Regions from separate parts of the Mus musculus genome. Here region 1 is linked to region 2. A link is a contact called in public Micro-C data. All regions are on one chromosome and are shown on one strand. The core of a region is the stretch at or near the end of the contact, and the rest is flanking DNA. Distances in the headings are between cores, read along the strand shown. Region 1 holds the start of Cacng1 (calcium channel, voltage-dependent, gamma subunit 1). Region 2 overlaps Helz (helicase with zinc finger domain).

Region 1 (4,545 bases), core at 1,860-4,359, 68 kb before region 2:
ATTCAGCTCCTAGCATCTGTCATGGGCTAAGCTGGTAAACCCATCATCTTAATCTCGGCACCAGCTCCCTCCAGGCCCATTGCCCTGCCTTTACAGAGGAGGAAAGGGCGGCTTAAAGAGGCTCAGGTCCTGCTGGAAGCCACACAACTGGAGACTGGCCCAGTGGGGTGTGATCCTGGGGCCACTGGCTGTGTCCCCAGTAAACATCTGCCCACTCTCCTGCTACCCATGGGAGATGTTCTCCTGCCTGGCTCTCCAGGAAGCACCCAGAGTGGGCAGGCAATGTGGAGGTCACCAGGCCCTGGCTCCCAGCAAAAGCCTAACTTCTGAACCTCCTTCCTGACCTAGCAAGGCCCTCCATGAGCTGACCTAGAAGCTTGTGAGTGGCCTTTGAGCAGAAAACGGTGTATCTGGGGGGGATTTAGCACAGAAGAAAAAAATCGACTCGTCTACAGTCGCTGGAGCTGTCAACCAAGTGGCGTGCTTCACACAGAAACGGCTTCAAAAGGCAAAGGCCATCAATGTTTAATGCCTGCACTCTCCAGGGTGGCCAACTCAGGCACATACCTGCCCCCTGCAGAGGAAAATGCAGAAAGAAGTTGCTAAGTGCCTGGCTTCCTTCATGGCTCTACAGTGGCATCCTGGATGACACTAAATGTACCCCTGAGCTCTACCCTATTCTAAGACACCCCCCTCAAAAGTTAGTGTGGGAGAGCAAAGGGTGCCCCAATGTCTGGAAGTTAAAAATGTACTTGTACACTTCACAAGCCCACAATTGCTAAAATTAAGCAGGTTTTTTTTTTTCCTAGATACTTTGTCTTTCTCTGAGCTGAGCAGGAACAGCAAGTGTCTGTCAGCAAAACGTTCGACTGTGGGTCAGCCACACTCGATGTCCGGTTGAGAATACAGAGGTGAGGACAGGGAGGAGAAGCAGCAGAGATGGAGAGGTTTGTAGTGGAGCTCTTGGGAGATTATGCCCGGGGACCAGGCTCTCATGGAAAAGCGACAGTTCTGATGGAATCACACTAACACAAGCTCCTACATGCAGGTGGCAGGTCTCAATTTACCTCCCATAGCCTATTCTGATCATCTCTGCTCAGTGCTCATCTCTGGGCTGCAGATTCCCCCATCTGCTCCAAGACTCTTTAATTAAAAAGTTTCTCCCAGTTCCAGCCATTGGCTCAGAGTTCAAGGTATGAAATTATGACACTTGGCTTCCCCATTTCCCGGGGACAAATGACACCTTGTGCCAGAGTTTGCGTGTCCTTATCTACAAAGTGGGGGTGACAGTTGTGCTCATCCCGTGGATTAGTGCGAAGATTCACCTGACAGCCTGCTTTTGTCTGTGGCGGAATGGCTGTCGGGAGTGAATTAAGGGGAGAAGGATTTCCTTGGCTCACAGTTGAGAGAGCTCAGTCCACCATGGTGAGGACGGCATGTCGGCCAGGGCTCAGTGGAGGCGACGAGAGCCTTTGTGGCATGACAGATTATCAGAAGCCAGAGGACTCGCTGAAAGCAGGCTGAACCTCCATAGCTTCTCACCATAGCTCTCTAGAGCCCTCCTCTAGTGGCCTCCGCCAGCTGCACCTCCCACACTCATACCCACCCATCAGAAGGCTGGTCTCCAGCAGAGGGCCACTAAGACAACAAGCACTCCCTGAGGAGAAGCTACAGTACCTATTCTCAGTGGGGTCAGCACTGAGTGACTTTAGCATCTGAATGCTCCTTACACCTGGCGAGAGCCTTCCGATCATAAACCTGAGGCTGAGATTTTGGAGGTGCAACGCCCTGCCCAGCTCTAGTTGGGTTCTAGTTCCAGTCAGGTGTCAACCTTGTGGATTTACCCAAAAAGGGCCACCTGCTGAGCTGAGACAGTGACAGATGGCAGAACCTCAGGAGCTGGGCTAGGAAACACAAGGCCATCGGACAGGGGTCCCGAACCTTCCCAAGTTCCTCACTCTATCTGCATCTCGTTTGCTTCTTATGGGTCACCTATGAATCAATCTCTTTCTACCCCTGTTGAAAATAAAATGGCCCCAAGACATAACCCAGTTGGTAGCCTGCTTGCCGGGCATGCACAAGGCCCTGGTTCGAGCCCCAGCACCTCATGGTGGCACATCAAAGTAATCTACTTGGGAGGTAGAGGCAGAGAAGGTGAGAATTTGGAGGATTCCTTGGCTACATAGCAAGTGTGGGGCCAGCCTGGGCTACATGAGAGGCTACATGAGAGGTGAGGGGGGAACAGAATGGAAACTCTTTCTTGCCTGTCTCTGAACACAGTGCAAAGCAACAGCTCCGGTCCAGTCCACTTCCTGGCCTCATGACCCTCGAGGCTGCTCTGGGTGCTGCAGAGAGCTCTTCACAAACATCTGAAAAGCACAAGGGCTCGTGAACCTCAGGGGCAGAGCTGCTCTTCTGGGCCCAGTCGCAGATAGATGACAATAGTAAAACATGTGACCTGTGTCAAGCTAGGCTCAGGCCTGGGAATCAGATAGAATGTTCCTGGGACCCAGGGGACGAGGTAGGACTTGCCACTAAAGAGCTTGCTTGGGAGGTGGGCTCTGTGGAAGTTCCTCCTGCTTTCCTGCAGACAGTTTCCTGAGGTCCTCACAAACACTGCTGGTGTTGGTAGCTGCCTTGGCAGGGTGAGACGGGAAAGTTGTGCCGTCAAGAACTCTTGGGGTTCCCCTTTTGGTTCTGAACACCCACACAGCTAATGAGCCTGTTGACCACTGCTCACACCCCACACACACACACACACACACACAACCTAAGTCTACTCTGTAGATCTCTCAGGCCACTATCAAGAGCTTGGCGTTTTCGAACATCAGATACCCACCACTATCCGTATCCACTCTCTCTCTCTCTCTCTCCCCCTCCTCCGGGACAGGGTGGGGGGTATTTCTAGCCCTCAGATGGGAAAAAAGCCCTGAAACCTGAGCCGAAGGAATCCTCAGTGCCACGCCTAGTGACAAGCATTAATAGAAGTCTTCCTCAGGCCCATGACACGCCTGAGCAGCTGCTCCGACTGCCCAGTGTCTCTCAGCCCCAAGGCCAGCCCACTCTGGCTCAGCCAGACACACTAAACTTAGCTTCCACTCCCAGCTCCGTAGCCACTGCCACCATCTAGCTAGCTGCCTGGGAGACACTGCTGCTGCCCCCTGCCCAGAGCACCCACACCTCAACGACCGCCATGTCACAGACCAAAACAGCGAAGGTTCGTGTGACCCTCTTCTTCATCCTGGTGGGCGGGGTGCTCGCCATGGTGGCCGTGGTGACTGACCACTGGGCCGTGCTGAGTCCACACCTGGAGCACCACAATGAAACGTGCGAGGCAGCCCACTTTGGCCTCTGGAGGATCTGCACCGCTCGGGTTGCCGTGCACAACAAAGACAAGAGTTGTGAGCACGTCACACCATCAGGGGGTAAGGGTTCCATTTTCCTCTACTTCTTTCCATTTCTTGTCCTTTCAAGACTCCAAGATAAGTTACCTGTGGGAGCAGAGTTTGTTGGCAGATTTTTCTGCAAAGGATCAAGATGGAAACAGCCTGAGGTACTTTGTATGGCCAGAGCTAAGGTAGAAAACTAGGGCATTTGTCTCCAGCTCCATCTTGTAAGGCCTATGTTCTTCATCCAGTGCAGGTGGCTGGACCAGTAAGTTAAGAGACTCCAGAAACTTCTGGTCGACCAGACCAGGGACTTCTGGCCCCAACAGCAGACACTCAGAAAGACTCAGTGTTGTCTTAGGTCCGTTCACTCCCTACACAGACAGGCTAGTAACCCAAAGACCTCAGGCTAGAGGAAACTATGGGGCAGACTGGCTCTTAGCCTCTGAGACAGCAGCTCTCAGCCTGTGGGTCACAACCTCTTGGGGCTCTCATATCAGATACCCTACATATCAGATATTTACATGATTCATAACAGCAGTGAGATTACAGTTATGAAGTAACAGCAAAATAAGTCTATAGTTGGGGGCCACCATAACGCAAGGAACTGTATTAAAGGATCCTTGACATTAGGGAGGTTGAGGCCATTGCTCTAGGCAAAAGTATAGGCAAGATTCTTCCTACCTAGTTTGTCAGGCTGCGTAACAAAAAAAATCCCAGGTTCCTGGTTCTTAAGTACTGAGAATGTCAAGTTGGTGAAGGCAGAGCATGGACCAAGCATGGACTCCTTGGGGGTTGGGGTGGGTCAAAGCTGCCGCATGGCTATAAAACAGAAGGTAGTGTGTAGATGCTTTGTTAAGCCCGTGGTCCTACTATGTTTTCTTCCCTAGTTTACATCACTCGGATTCTCCACGTTTCCTTCTGTAGTGGTTGAAAGGTATTCTTCCAATCCCTACCCATACCTTGCAGGCAGGTCCTTGCCTGGGAGCTTGGGTGTTAGTGTGATACATCATCTCTATTCTGCCAGTATAGAGCCCCTGGGATTCAGAGCGAGCGAAGTATGCATGGTAGAAAAGAACATGCCAGACAGAAAAGAGGCCCAGGCTGGAGCCACAGCTATCCACTGCCCTCTTAAAGGACCTTTTTTTGTTTTGATACA
Region 2 (4,281 bases), core at 1,338-3,837:
ACACTCAGGCTGCTAAGGAGAGCTCCCAGCAATGTGTCTGCACACTCCACTGTGCCCAGTCACCTCCCTAACAGCACAGAGCTGTTTGCATCCAAGTCTTTCTAATTGTAAACATAAACACAAATGGCAAAACCACAGCATTCTAACACTTTAACCAACACACTTTGGAGAGACAGTTGAGCAACTAAAACAAAATTCTCCGGACAGGAGCGAAGTTAGGAGACCCACTACTACACTTAATCCTGACTCACGGTGAGGTGCTCCAGCAGACGAAAGTGCTGCTGTGCCAACATGAGGTGGAAGGAGAGGCCCAACTACACAAAGTTGCCTGCAGACATCCAGATACAGGCTGTGGTATTAATACCCATATGCATCTCTCTCTCTCTCTCTCTCTCTCTCTCTCTCTCTCTCTCACTCTCACACACACACACACACACACACACACACACACACACACACAGAGGCAAGGACTCGAGCAGAGTTCTGTACCCTGGAATGCACGCCTTTCCCCAGATTTTGTCATTGTGATTATAAACAAACTGCAACAGTGTTCCGACAGGAGACTGATACCATGTGACCGCAGAACTGCTCCTAGCTGAGCTATGAAACCTATGAGCTTATTTCATGTTTATTTTTGTAAAGGAAAAGCTCTTTCCCTAAGCTAAGCACAGCCTCTTTAGTTACCAGCTTTCTCTTGTAGAGGACGCTATGAGCATGGGGCTGCACAGATAGCTCAGGGGACAGTGAAGAAGGAGCCAGTGTGGGGGCCCAGGCCTGAGGAGTGGGGACAAGAGTACAGAGGAGGAGCTGGGCAGGGACAAGGTCCTTAGCCAGCCAGAACAGTCAGCTGTGAGCTCCAGATGGAGAGACCTGCCTTGGAACCACACGGAGGAGGGGCTGGAGCCACAGCTCAGTGCTCAGGGACACCTGCTGCTCTCCTAGAGGTTCATAACCACCTGTAAGTCTAGAAACCTGCCCTCATGTGCACATGCCCATACACAAATATATATATATACACACACAATACAAAATAAAATTAATTATAAAATAAAATAAGAGTCAAGAGTAATCCTAACATGAGAAAGAAGTACCTGCCTTTAATCCCAACCCTTGGGAGGCAGAGGCAGGAGGATCTCTTTGAGTTCAAAGCCAGTCTGGTCGACATAGAAAGTTCTAGGACAGTCATAGCTACATAGAGACCCTGTCTCAAACCAAACAAGCAGAAACCTTAAAAGAAAATGACTACAAAATTATCACAACTTGGAACTGAGAATTACTAGATTATATTATATACATTCATGAAATCATTTAAAATAAATGTAACCATAAATTAAGTTTTAAGCAAGGGGACGAGCAGGACAGGGAGAGGCAGCAGACAGTAGACAATTTACTACATTAGTCTGTGCTTGACTGAAGGACACGGGACGAGCCCGGCTCAGGCTCGGGCACTAGCTGCCCTCTTCTAGAGACGTTAGCCACAGGTAACCCCTGAGCTCACCCTGTCACTTCCAAAGTCAGCCTCCTGGGGAGGCCTCCTCTGAGTGCAGCCTTTCTAGTCAACACCCCATCTCTTACCCCTAAGTGCTCCTCTCCCCTCCCTCCCTCCCTCCCCCTCCACTCTCATTTACTTAGTCAAATTCTACACAGTGTTCTCATTCCGTTTGTCGTCAGTCAACTTTCCTGCCCTGTAGAGTGTAACCACCATGACGACAGCGATGTCTGTGTGTTTTGCTCACTGACCATCTCCAGACCGGAAGAGTGCGGAGCGGAGAGTAGAGCGCAGAGTACAAACGCACTCGGGGGCATCGCTGACTGCTCGCAGACTTAAGTACACTGAGGTCTAACTGCTGACTGCTTGCCGACGGAAATGAAGCATGCATGTACCATCAACAGACCTGAATAACAGATCTCTCACTAACATCATCAGGTAACAGTAAGCCAGACTTTAATTCACTGTGTGATGGTACAGACAAACACATGCATAAAGATGTAAATTACTCCATACTTCTATTTAGATTCTCTCAGTTCAGTGACACACTTACCTACACCTTCCAATAGAGCACAGAGCAACAGGGTCACCCACCACAGCAACCAAGGACTGTGCTCTGGTGATGGCCGTATTGAGAAGTTTGTAGTTGGATAGAAAACCATAATCTAAGTCCTCGGTGGAGTCTTCCAGGAGTTGCTCTTTCTTTTTAATTGGCGTCTGCTTGTGCTTGCAAGTGTGGCGTGTACGCACTGTGCTAAGAAACAGAACTCTGAACTGCTTTCCTAGAAAAACATTGAAAGAAAGACAGATCATCACTCTGCCATCACTGATGCAGTAAGTCTTCCATCTTCAAAACCGTACTGGCTGAACGACAGCTGCTGGTGGAGACACCAGAGATCCTAACCACATGCAGCTCTGAGTGCATGGCTGCTCTGAAACTCTGCCAGTTCCTCACAAATGAACCACCGTGACCATCTGATCCAGCAAGTCCACTTCAGACAAATCCTACCAAACTGCAAGCAAGGTCTCCATGAGGTCGCTGCTCCCAGGCTCACAGAAGCCTTGATCATGATGCCAAGAAATGTGACCCAGGGAGCACAGACACTCCAGTGTGATTACACACAAGTGGCCCAGCTGAGACATGCCACTATGTGAATGACCCTCAGAGGCACTTCATTCAGTGAACAAAACCTAGTCACAAAAGGTCACATGTAAGTTGAGGGAAAAACCCCTAACCTGGACCCCTGAGATCTCAACGTGTCTAACCAACCCCAAGCACTCTGGGTAAGAGATACTCAGACTGTACTGCCTGAATCTAATTACAAGAGGCACTGAGTACTGAAACTCCCACAGAGAGAAAGGAGAGCAGAGCACAGTTAGCCAAGGGCAGGAGAGGAATGCAGGTATTATTTAATGGGCACGGAGTCTCCCTTTGCAAAGATGGACAGTTCTTGCGGTAGATGGTGGTGAGGACTACACCACAGGATCCTCTACTGGCCACACTGAACTGCACATAAAATGCTCAAAATGGGTAAGTTTTGTTGTGCACATTTTACCATACACATAAAAAGAGGTTATTTTATGATTTTGTTTTGCTTTTGAAAACATGCCAACAATGTCTTACTAAACTGCCAATGCAGGCTGGCCTCAACCCCGTGTTGGGATCCTCTTGCCTCGGCCTCCTGAATGCTCACATTCCAGAGATGTACCACCATGCCTCGCTTGATGTTTTTCCTAATCCTATTGTTGGAGTCAATCTGTGAGATTATCTAGGGCAGCAGCCATCCAACACAGCAGCCTTCGCCTTGAAGCAGGGCACTCAGTCCTCTCTCCTTGAAGCAGGGCACTCAGTCCTCTGCCAAGCAGAACAAACACAGCCGGCTTCACAAAGAAGCTTTATGGAGTCTGGCTTCGGAACATTGTTTCTTACCGTAATCTAACATCCCCTCATTGTACCACAAGGCTCCAAATATTTGGTCTCTAGTTTTCTCTTCTCCAATTCCACATTTTCACCTGCTCCCACCCATGTGGATAAAGAATAGAGCATCTTACATGCTCTTACATTTACATCTTCTCTTCAAGCAGAGCATTTGTGTCCATTACAGAAGCACCCAGCGAAGTGAGGCCGGGATGGGGCAGAAGGGAATTCTTGCTCCCCATGATCCAGACACTAGGTCACTATTCCTGCTGCATAATGCACCTGACTCTACTAGGCTTTCTCTGGTGTTCACCTTCTAACACTGCTTCATCTGGTTCTGGAGGCATGGTGTGGTTGAGCCCGTCCCGAGGACATGAGACCTAGCCAGAGCAGTGCTGGGAAGTTATCTGGTGGTGCTGATAAGAGAGGGCCAATATAGTGAGCAGCTCTGCCACCACGCAGGCCCAGACCCAGGACTCTGTGGTGTCCCACCCCAAAATCTCTACCATCTAAGAGTGGCTGGGGAAAGTGAAAGGGCCAGTCCTGCTGTTCCAAAGCTGCAGGATCTCCATGACCCAGGGCAACAACAAGATAACTGGGAGGAGTCCCAGTGAGGATCCAATGATGGAGTCACATAGGCCACAGATCCAGACCAATGACTCACTGCAAAGAGTACCTGCAAGTGAAGGTGTGGACAGAGGGGTGGACTGGGAGACACACTGTGACACACTACAGCTTCAGTGACATGTTTTCTATGCTTTACTTTGTTGTTGTTTATTTGTATGCGTTTTATTTTGGGGGGAGAGTGCGAGGACAAATGGCAGATATGAAGCGATGGGGAGATGAGTGGGACTAAGGTATATGATGTGAAACT

The links. Hi-C and Micro-C count contacts between places; a contact is called where the count stands out from the background.
Region 1: a Micro-C map of muscle stem cells shows a contact between it and region 2, with 1.7 times the contacts expected there. The contact joins the promoter of Cacng1 here to the enhancer-like site in region 2. A contact is called at or near these places in 5 of 39 promoter capture datasets (the 3T3-L1 cell line, the HPC-7 cell line, HPC-7-derived erythroid cells and 2 more), 8 of 484 Hi-C or Micro-C datasets (the G1E-ER4 cell line, embryonic retina, muscle stem cells and 3 more), 1 of 115 datasets of contacts at active chromatin or transcription factors (oligodendrocyte precursor cells) and 1 of 9 other capture datasets (pancreatic islet).

Annotation. Positions count from the first base shown.
Region 1 is chr11:107,715,040-107,719,584 of GRCm38.p6, reverse strand. Cacng1 (calcium channel, voltage-dependent, gamma subunit 1) reads left to right here and starts at 3,109. Exons shown (of 4, transcript NM_007582.2): 1 at 3,109-3,425. The coding sequence starts at 3,194.
Region 2 is chr11:107,647,102-107,651,382 of GRCm38.p6, reverse strand. It overlaps Helz (helicase with zinc finger domain), which reads right to left. Exons shown (of 33, transcript NM_001368755.1): 23 at 2,043-2,271. Among named protein-coding and RNA genes, the nearest start is that of Mir6932, 12 kb to the right of the region's middle. Within about 2 kb of position 2,587, at least 12 of the 459 cell types and tissues checked have an H3K27ac peak or open chromatin away from gene starts, as enhancers often do. A contact at or near this core is called in muscle stem cells and pancreatic islet, where this site is marked.